2 separate regions of the Sus scrofa genome follow, and region 1 is linked to region 2. A link is a contact called in public Hi-C data. All regions are on one chromosome and are shown on one strand. Each heading gives the region's core, a stretch centred on a gene start, on an enhancer-like site or on the middle of the called end of the contact. The rest is flanking DNA. Distances are from core to core; before and after follow the strand shown.

The links. Hi-C and Micro-C count contacts between places; a contact is called where the count stands out from the background.
Region 1: a Hi-C map of liver shows a contact between it and region 2, with 10 times the contacts expected there. The contact joins the promoter of NELFE here to the promoter of VARS in region 2. A contact is called at or near these places in 5 of 47 Hi-C or Micro-C datasets (embryonic fibroblasts, fetal heart ventricle, liver and 2 more) and 1 of 2 datasets of contacts at active chromatin or transcription factors (alveolar macrophages).

What each region holds. Positions count from the first base shown.
Region 1 is chr7:24,045,469-24,048,473 of Sscrofa11.1, reverse strand. NELFE (negative elongation factor complex member E) reads left to right here and starts at 1,573. Exons shown (of 11, transcript NM_001101825.1): 1 at 1,573-1,649; 2 at 2,089-2,171. The coding sequence starts at 2,097. It overlaps SKIV2L (Ski2 like RNA helicase), which reads right to left and starts at 1,458. Exons shown (of 28, transcript NM_001101817.1): 1 at 1,346-1,458; 2 at 1,164-1,267; 3 at 371-480; 4 at 160-277; 5 at 1-31. The coding sequence starts at 1,367.
Region 2 is chr7:23,897,924-23,901,148 of Sscrofa11.1, reverse strand. VARS (valyl-tRNA synthetase) reads left to right here and starts at 1,884. Exons shown (of 33, transcript NM_001195378.1): 1 at 1,884-2,469. The coding sequence starts at 2,083. LSM2 (LSM2 homolog, U6 small nuclear RNA and mRNA degradation associated) reads left to right here. Exons shown (of 5, transcript NM_001123136.1): 4 at 110-169; 5 at 284-764. The coding sequence ends at 409.

The sequences.
Region 1 (3,005 bases), core at 324-2,823, 150 kb before region 2:
TGGCCGACAGGTTTGTATTCTCTAGCAGGACCTGAGGCAAGAGATCAGAGCGCCAGTGAGGCTGAGTTGGCCTCTGACAACCCCCCGCTCCGGCCGCCACCCCCCCACCCCACCCCCCCCACTTCCCAACTCTGCTTCTTGTGGCCCCTGACCTCTTACCTCCTTGTAGCCTAGTATCTGGCCTGTGGTTGGGTGTCTTTGGGCCTGCAGGTCGGAGGGGACTGGGGCCCCCAGTGCGGCCAGGAGAGACCAGGGATCCATCTTCCTCTGCCATTTTCTGGACAGAAAGAAATTTTCAGCTCTTTCTCCTCTGTCTCAACTTCCTTCAGGAACCCATTTCCCCTAGTCCAGGCCCCTCTAGACTCCTCACCGGGCTGAGTGCTCCACACCATGCAGAGGCAGCCAGGCTGGAGAGGACAGAAACAACTGTTCTGCTTCTTGCTGCAGATCTGGGGCACAGGGTGGGAGGCCGTGGGGAAGCTGGAACAGGGCAAGACGAGAGGCATGAGGCAAGGAAAGAGAGTAAGACACAGACAAAAGAGATGGTGACGGGCTTCATGTTTAGATCAGAAATGGTAGGTGTCCCATACAGGCTAGGACAATTAGGCTGAAGCAATAGTTTCCAAAGGTTGTCCTACTTTATAGGAAAAACTGACCTGCAACTGAATTATCTGGAGAGCTGTTTAATAATATAGATTTTGGATTAAAGAATTTCTGGAGATGGACCTAAGAATTTCTAATTTAGGAAAGCTCCCCCTCTAATCATGAGGCACACAGATTCTGATAATCACTAGTTTTAGGAAAAGGAGCCCCAGACCTAAGGATGAAAAACCGAAGGTGCTCAAGGGCTGACCTATCAGCCACCAACAAGTGCCCTGGTGCTTGGAGACAGAAGAAGATGCCAGGGAGAAAAGACCCACTGGAAAGAGCAGTTCTCAGAGCTAAAGTTATCCCCAGGGCTCCCTGCTCTGTCTTCTCATGGGCTCTGACGCACTGCAGGTCGACTGGGTTGGGATCCATCCCGCACCAGTCCAAAGCTGGGATGACAGGTGTCCAGAGACAGGTGAGCCAGGTCAGGTTAGACCCTACTGTGAGAAGGCTGAAAGGGGTTTTAAGCCCTATTAATAAGGGTCAAGGTTAGGTTAGAGCTAAAAGTCACTCACGGTGCTCTCTGGAGCCCCAGGCACATTCAGCAGCTCCCAGCGCCCGGTACATCCTAGCTCCAAGGCGCGGAGGGGCAGATCCAGGGGATCTGGGGTAGGCAGCACTATGGGAGGAAAATCACAGGTCAGGGGTCAAGGGTCATTCCCTGTCTCCTCCTCCTTCCCACCTTCTGCCCCCTCACCGAGTCGCTCCGTCTCCATCATCCTGGAGCCACGGTAGCTGCCGGGCAGCCCGGAAGTGTAGGGAGGAGCCGAAACCCGCGGAACTAGCGGCGACTTCCGGAACACACCCCGCTGGGGGCGGGGACGAGCACTACCGAGGGGCGGAACCCAAGCTGGTGGGAGGCCGGACGGAAGTGTGCGCGCCGCGAGCCGCCTTGGTTACCGCGGTCTCCGCCCCTCGCTACGTCATCGCTCCGAGCCAGCGATCCGCTGCCCGCGCGGGCGCCGCCCGAGACCGTGGGGCTCCGGTTGCCGCCCCCTCAGGTAAGGCCTTCTCCGTCTCACCCTTCGCCCCTTTTTTCCGAGCTCCTTCTCTCTTCTTGCCCTGTTCGTTGCTCTGAGAGCGCTGCGCGGGTTCCACTGCCTCCTCTGCTTTTCGGACCCTGCGAATGCCATACTAACCCCAGCGAGGTAGGGGGGGTCTGGTGCCATCGTCTTCGCGACGGAGGGGGTGTTTCTCCCTTCCTGGGCTACGTGGTGCCCCAAGGCGCTGGTATCCGTGATTCCCGGAGAGAGAAGGGAATGCTGGTTGATCCCGACGAGCGGGGGCTTGGACGGCAGCTGGTTTAAGCAAGGGGTAGGGAGAGGCAAAAGACAGGAGTAGGCAGGCCTGGAGGGGTGGGATTGGGTGCAGTGTGGACGGCGTGTGACCCCTGGGCGGTGACAGTGGAGAAAGATGTCTTGGGCCCTGCCCCTGAACCAGGAGCCACCATGTTGGTGATACCCCCCGGACTGAGCGAGGAGGAGGAGGCTCTGCAGAAGAAATTCAACAAACTCAAGAAAAAGGTGAGGGAGTGTGTGTGGGCATGGCCCAAACTTTCAAAGACTCTACACTGAGAACACCTGGGGTGAGTGTGAGGGGATGGGGGGGTGGGGGTTCTTCTAGCTCATACCTAGAGACATGGCACCTCTCAGTGTCCCTTCATGGGTGGACTTTCTCAAGGTGGATACTTGCTTTTCTCTCTTTTCTGTATAGTCTGCCATGGAGGTGTCTTCCTTTCCTCCGGCTTTTAGTACCACCTAAGAACTGGTGATCCCAGGCTTGGTTTTTTTTAGTTCCATCTGTATCTTGCCAATAACCTTCATATATTGCCGCTCTGGTCTTACCTATTCTAATCTTGGTCTTCCAAATAGGACTGACTCCATTCACTTCTCCCGCTGTTTGGAATCCAGATCTCGTCTCTGTCTTATTTGCGTAGCCAAATGTTTGCCGAGTCGTCTTGATTCCTCCTTTGAAGTAACTTCTTCTGTTTACTCCTTCCTGTGTATTCTCGCAGTCAGGCCTTTGCTGATGCTCACCTAGACTGTTGTAATCGTCTCTCAGCAAGTTTCTTTTTTCGACAGACTTTTTTACTTCTATTAAAATGGTGCTTTGAAAACAGAAAACACTGTCCTTCTTTTTCTCAAAAGCCAGTGGTTTCACATTGTCTATAAAAGAGCCTTAATTTGGCAGCCCTTCCTCGTCAAATAGAACTATTCCTGGGAGTTCCCGTCGTGGCGCAGTGGTTAACGAATCCAACTAGGAACCATGAGGTTTCGGGTTCGGTCCCTGCCCTTGCTCAGTGGGTTAACGATCCGGCGTTGCCGTGAGCTGTGGTGTAGGTTGCAGACGCGGCTCGG
Region 2 (3,225 bases), core at 635-3,134:
GTAACAAGGGCCCTGATAGGGTCTTGGGGAAGGAGAGGGGAGAGCTTAAGGGCTGGGAACTTGCATCTTGTCTCTGGTTCTAATGATGGTGTTCATCTTCTTTTCTTAGTATCTCAACATCAAACTAACTGACATCAGTGTCACAGACCCTGAGAAATACCCTCACATGGTGAGTTGTAGATGGTAGAGATGAGGAAACACCTCTCAAAGCAGGAGGTCCCTGGGTGGATAGAGGACATTTTTGAAGCGTGTTTTTTTTTTACATTTGTGTATCTTTGTCCAGTTATCAGTGAAGAACTGCTTCATCCGAGGCTCAGTGGTTCGCTATGTGCAGTTGCCAGCAGATGAGGTTGACACACAGTTGCTACAGGACGCAGCAAGGAAGGAGGCCCTGCAACAGAAGCAGTGATGGCTGCTCCTCCCTTTCCCTCCTTCCATCGGTGATTCTGAGCCTCATGTCCCAGCTCAGGATGCCTCCCTCCCATACTTGAGGTGTTGTTTTTTTCACAGCAAAGTTTTTGTGTTTTTTTTAAGGGATGAGTGGATGAGAGTAATAATAATGGAGAGCTACTCTCCTGTATTGAGAAGGGGAGGAAAAGGAAGCCCGGGAACTGCGAAGCCTTCCCTATCCCCAGCACCTGCCTTTCTCACTTCTTCCCTGGAGGTGGGAGAATCTCCCAGGTCTTTCTAGGGTAGCATGTGATTCATTCTGGGGATGGAAGGAATCTGTCCCGCATCGGGAATAAAATTTATGATGCAAATTCGAGTTCTGGTTCTGTGTTTTGGGAAGGGGGCTAGAGAGTGGGAAAGGGATGCTGAATTCACCCAGCCCTGTTACTCTCATTACCCAAGCCAAGGCCCCAACCCGTCCTGTCCGTATTGGCTACCACTCTTCCTGATACAAACCGTACCTCAGTTGGACTGCATGCCCCCTACCTATGCAGCCTACCTACCATAGCCTTTTCCTAATACTGTACCTGCGAATGTTTGCTGTCCTTGTATTAAGGTGGAAGCTAATGAGACACCTAAATGCGTTTGATGCTGGATCTAGTGCTTCCCCAATATCTATTGCATATAAATACAAGTGACAACTTTCATTGTGGAGAGTTGTGACTGGGAATTAACTCTAAACTCATTTAGCAAGTAAGAGTTCCCGCCCCAGATGAGGGTTCTCAGGACGAAGGGCCGTTAGAAGCCATCCAATTCGACTCCCTCCTCCCACGTAGAAGGAAATGAGGCTCAAGGAGAAGCTGGACACCAGGACCTCGGCCAAACGGACCCCTACCCACGTTGGCGTCAGGAGCCGCCCTCCGCCGCCGCCGCGTGAAGGCCCGCTGGCACCGCCCTCCCGCCCCGCCCCGCCCCGCCCCCCCCGCCCCACCCCGCCCCGCCCGAGGACCCGTACGGGGTGCCCGCGGCGGCGCCTGACGGGAGTGCGGTTCCCGGCGCGTCCTCCCCGACCCCGTCTCCCGTGCCCGCGGCCCGCACGGTTCCTCGGGAGCGCAGTCTGCGGCGGGCGGCGCACCCCTGGGCCAAGATCGGCCAGGCAGCGCCGGCACACGCAGGCGGGGCACGGGCGCCCGTGCCAGGACCCCGGGGCCCGGAAACGCTCGTAGTCACAAAGGGGGGAACACGTGGGCGCAGATTGCCCGGGCGGCTGTCGCAGGGATCTAGGGTCACCGGGAGGACCGCCCACCATCCCCGCCCGCCGGACGCCTCAGCCCCGGTTGCCAGGCCCGTCTAACTTCGGCCGGCGCCCGGCTATGAGGTGGATGCCCGGCTCTGTGTGACCATCTCCCTCCAGTAGGTACATGTGGCCTGAACCCGCGTCCTACTGGCCGCGGAGAGGCTCTTTCGAGCCTCCCCACGCCCGTAGGGCTCGCGGGCTTGGGGAGTTACCCACTGTCATTGCCACTCCGAGAGCAGGGTCCTCGGATCTTGAGGCCCCATCAGATCCTCAGTTCTGGGGGCCTCGGGAGCCTGAGGTAGGGGAGCTACTCAGGAGCCCCCGGGTCCCTCGGTCTTACTCTGTCCCCTTTTCTCTTAGGGTTTTTCCACCTCGTTCGGACTTCCTGCACAACCATGTCCATCCTCTACGTCTCTCCTCACCCCGATGCCTTCCCCAGCCTCCGAGCCCTCATAGCTGCCCGCTACGGCGAGGCTGGGGAGGGTCCAGGATGGGGAGGAGCCCACCCCCGCGTCTGTCTTCAGCCGCCCCCGGCCAGCAGGACTCCCTTTCCCCCACCCCGCCTGCCCGCCCTGGAGCAGGGGCCCGGTGGGCTCTGGGTGTGGGGAGCCACGGCCGTGGCCCAGCTGCTGTGGCCAGCAGGCCTGGGGGGCCCTGGAGGTAGTCGGGCCGCTGTCCTTGTCCAGCAGTGGGTCAGTTACGCAGACACGGAGCTAATACCAGCTGCCTGTGGGGCAACGCTGCCAGCTTTGGGACTCCGAAGCTCTGCCCAGGACCCCCAGGTGAGAAGAAGCTGAGCGGGGGAGAGGGGCAGGAGGGAATTTCGAAGAGGGCAGTGAGCCAGAAAGATACTATGTCAGAAAAAGACTGGTCACCCCTACTTGCCATCTGGTGTGGCAGACGTGGGCAGCTTTCTTGACCTCCGGGAGCCTTGGTCTTCCTATGCCTATGGAAACGAAAATTGAGGACATGTTGAGAAGATTAAAAGATGTGTCAGAGCACATAATCTGATGCCAGATGCTCTGCCGTTTCTGAGTGAGGGAGGGCTCGATGGATCTGAAACTGATAAGGTTAGACGTTACTGAATTGTAGGAAAAGACTAGGGCCAGGGAAAGAAGTAGAACACCAGGAGACTGGTGCAGAGGCACCAGGCCTGGACTGATGACAGTTGGCTGGGGAGAAATGCAATGAAGAGGAGGGAAAGTAGGGGAAAAGAGAGCAAATCACACAAGATTACAGCCGGAAGTCTTTTCAGAGTGGGTCTGTGCCTTACCGTCCTTATAACACCATCTCCTCACAGAATGTTGAGCACAGGTTCAATATTTAGTACTTTTTGGATTTTTTTGTTTTTGTTTTCTTTTGTCTTTTTGCCTTTTCTAGGGCCTCTCCTGCAGCATATGGAGGTTCCCAGGCTAGGGGTCGAATCGGAGCTGTAGCCACCAGCTTACACCACAGCCACAGCAACTCCGGATCTGAGCTGCATCTGCAACCTACACCACAGCTCACGGCAACACCGGATCCTTAACCCACTGAGCAAG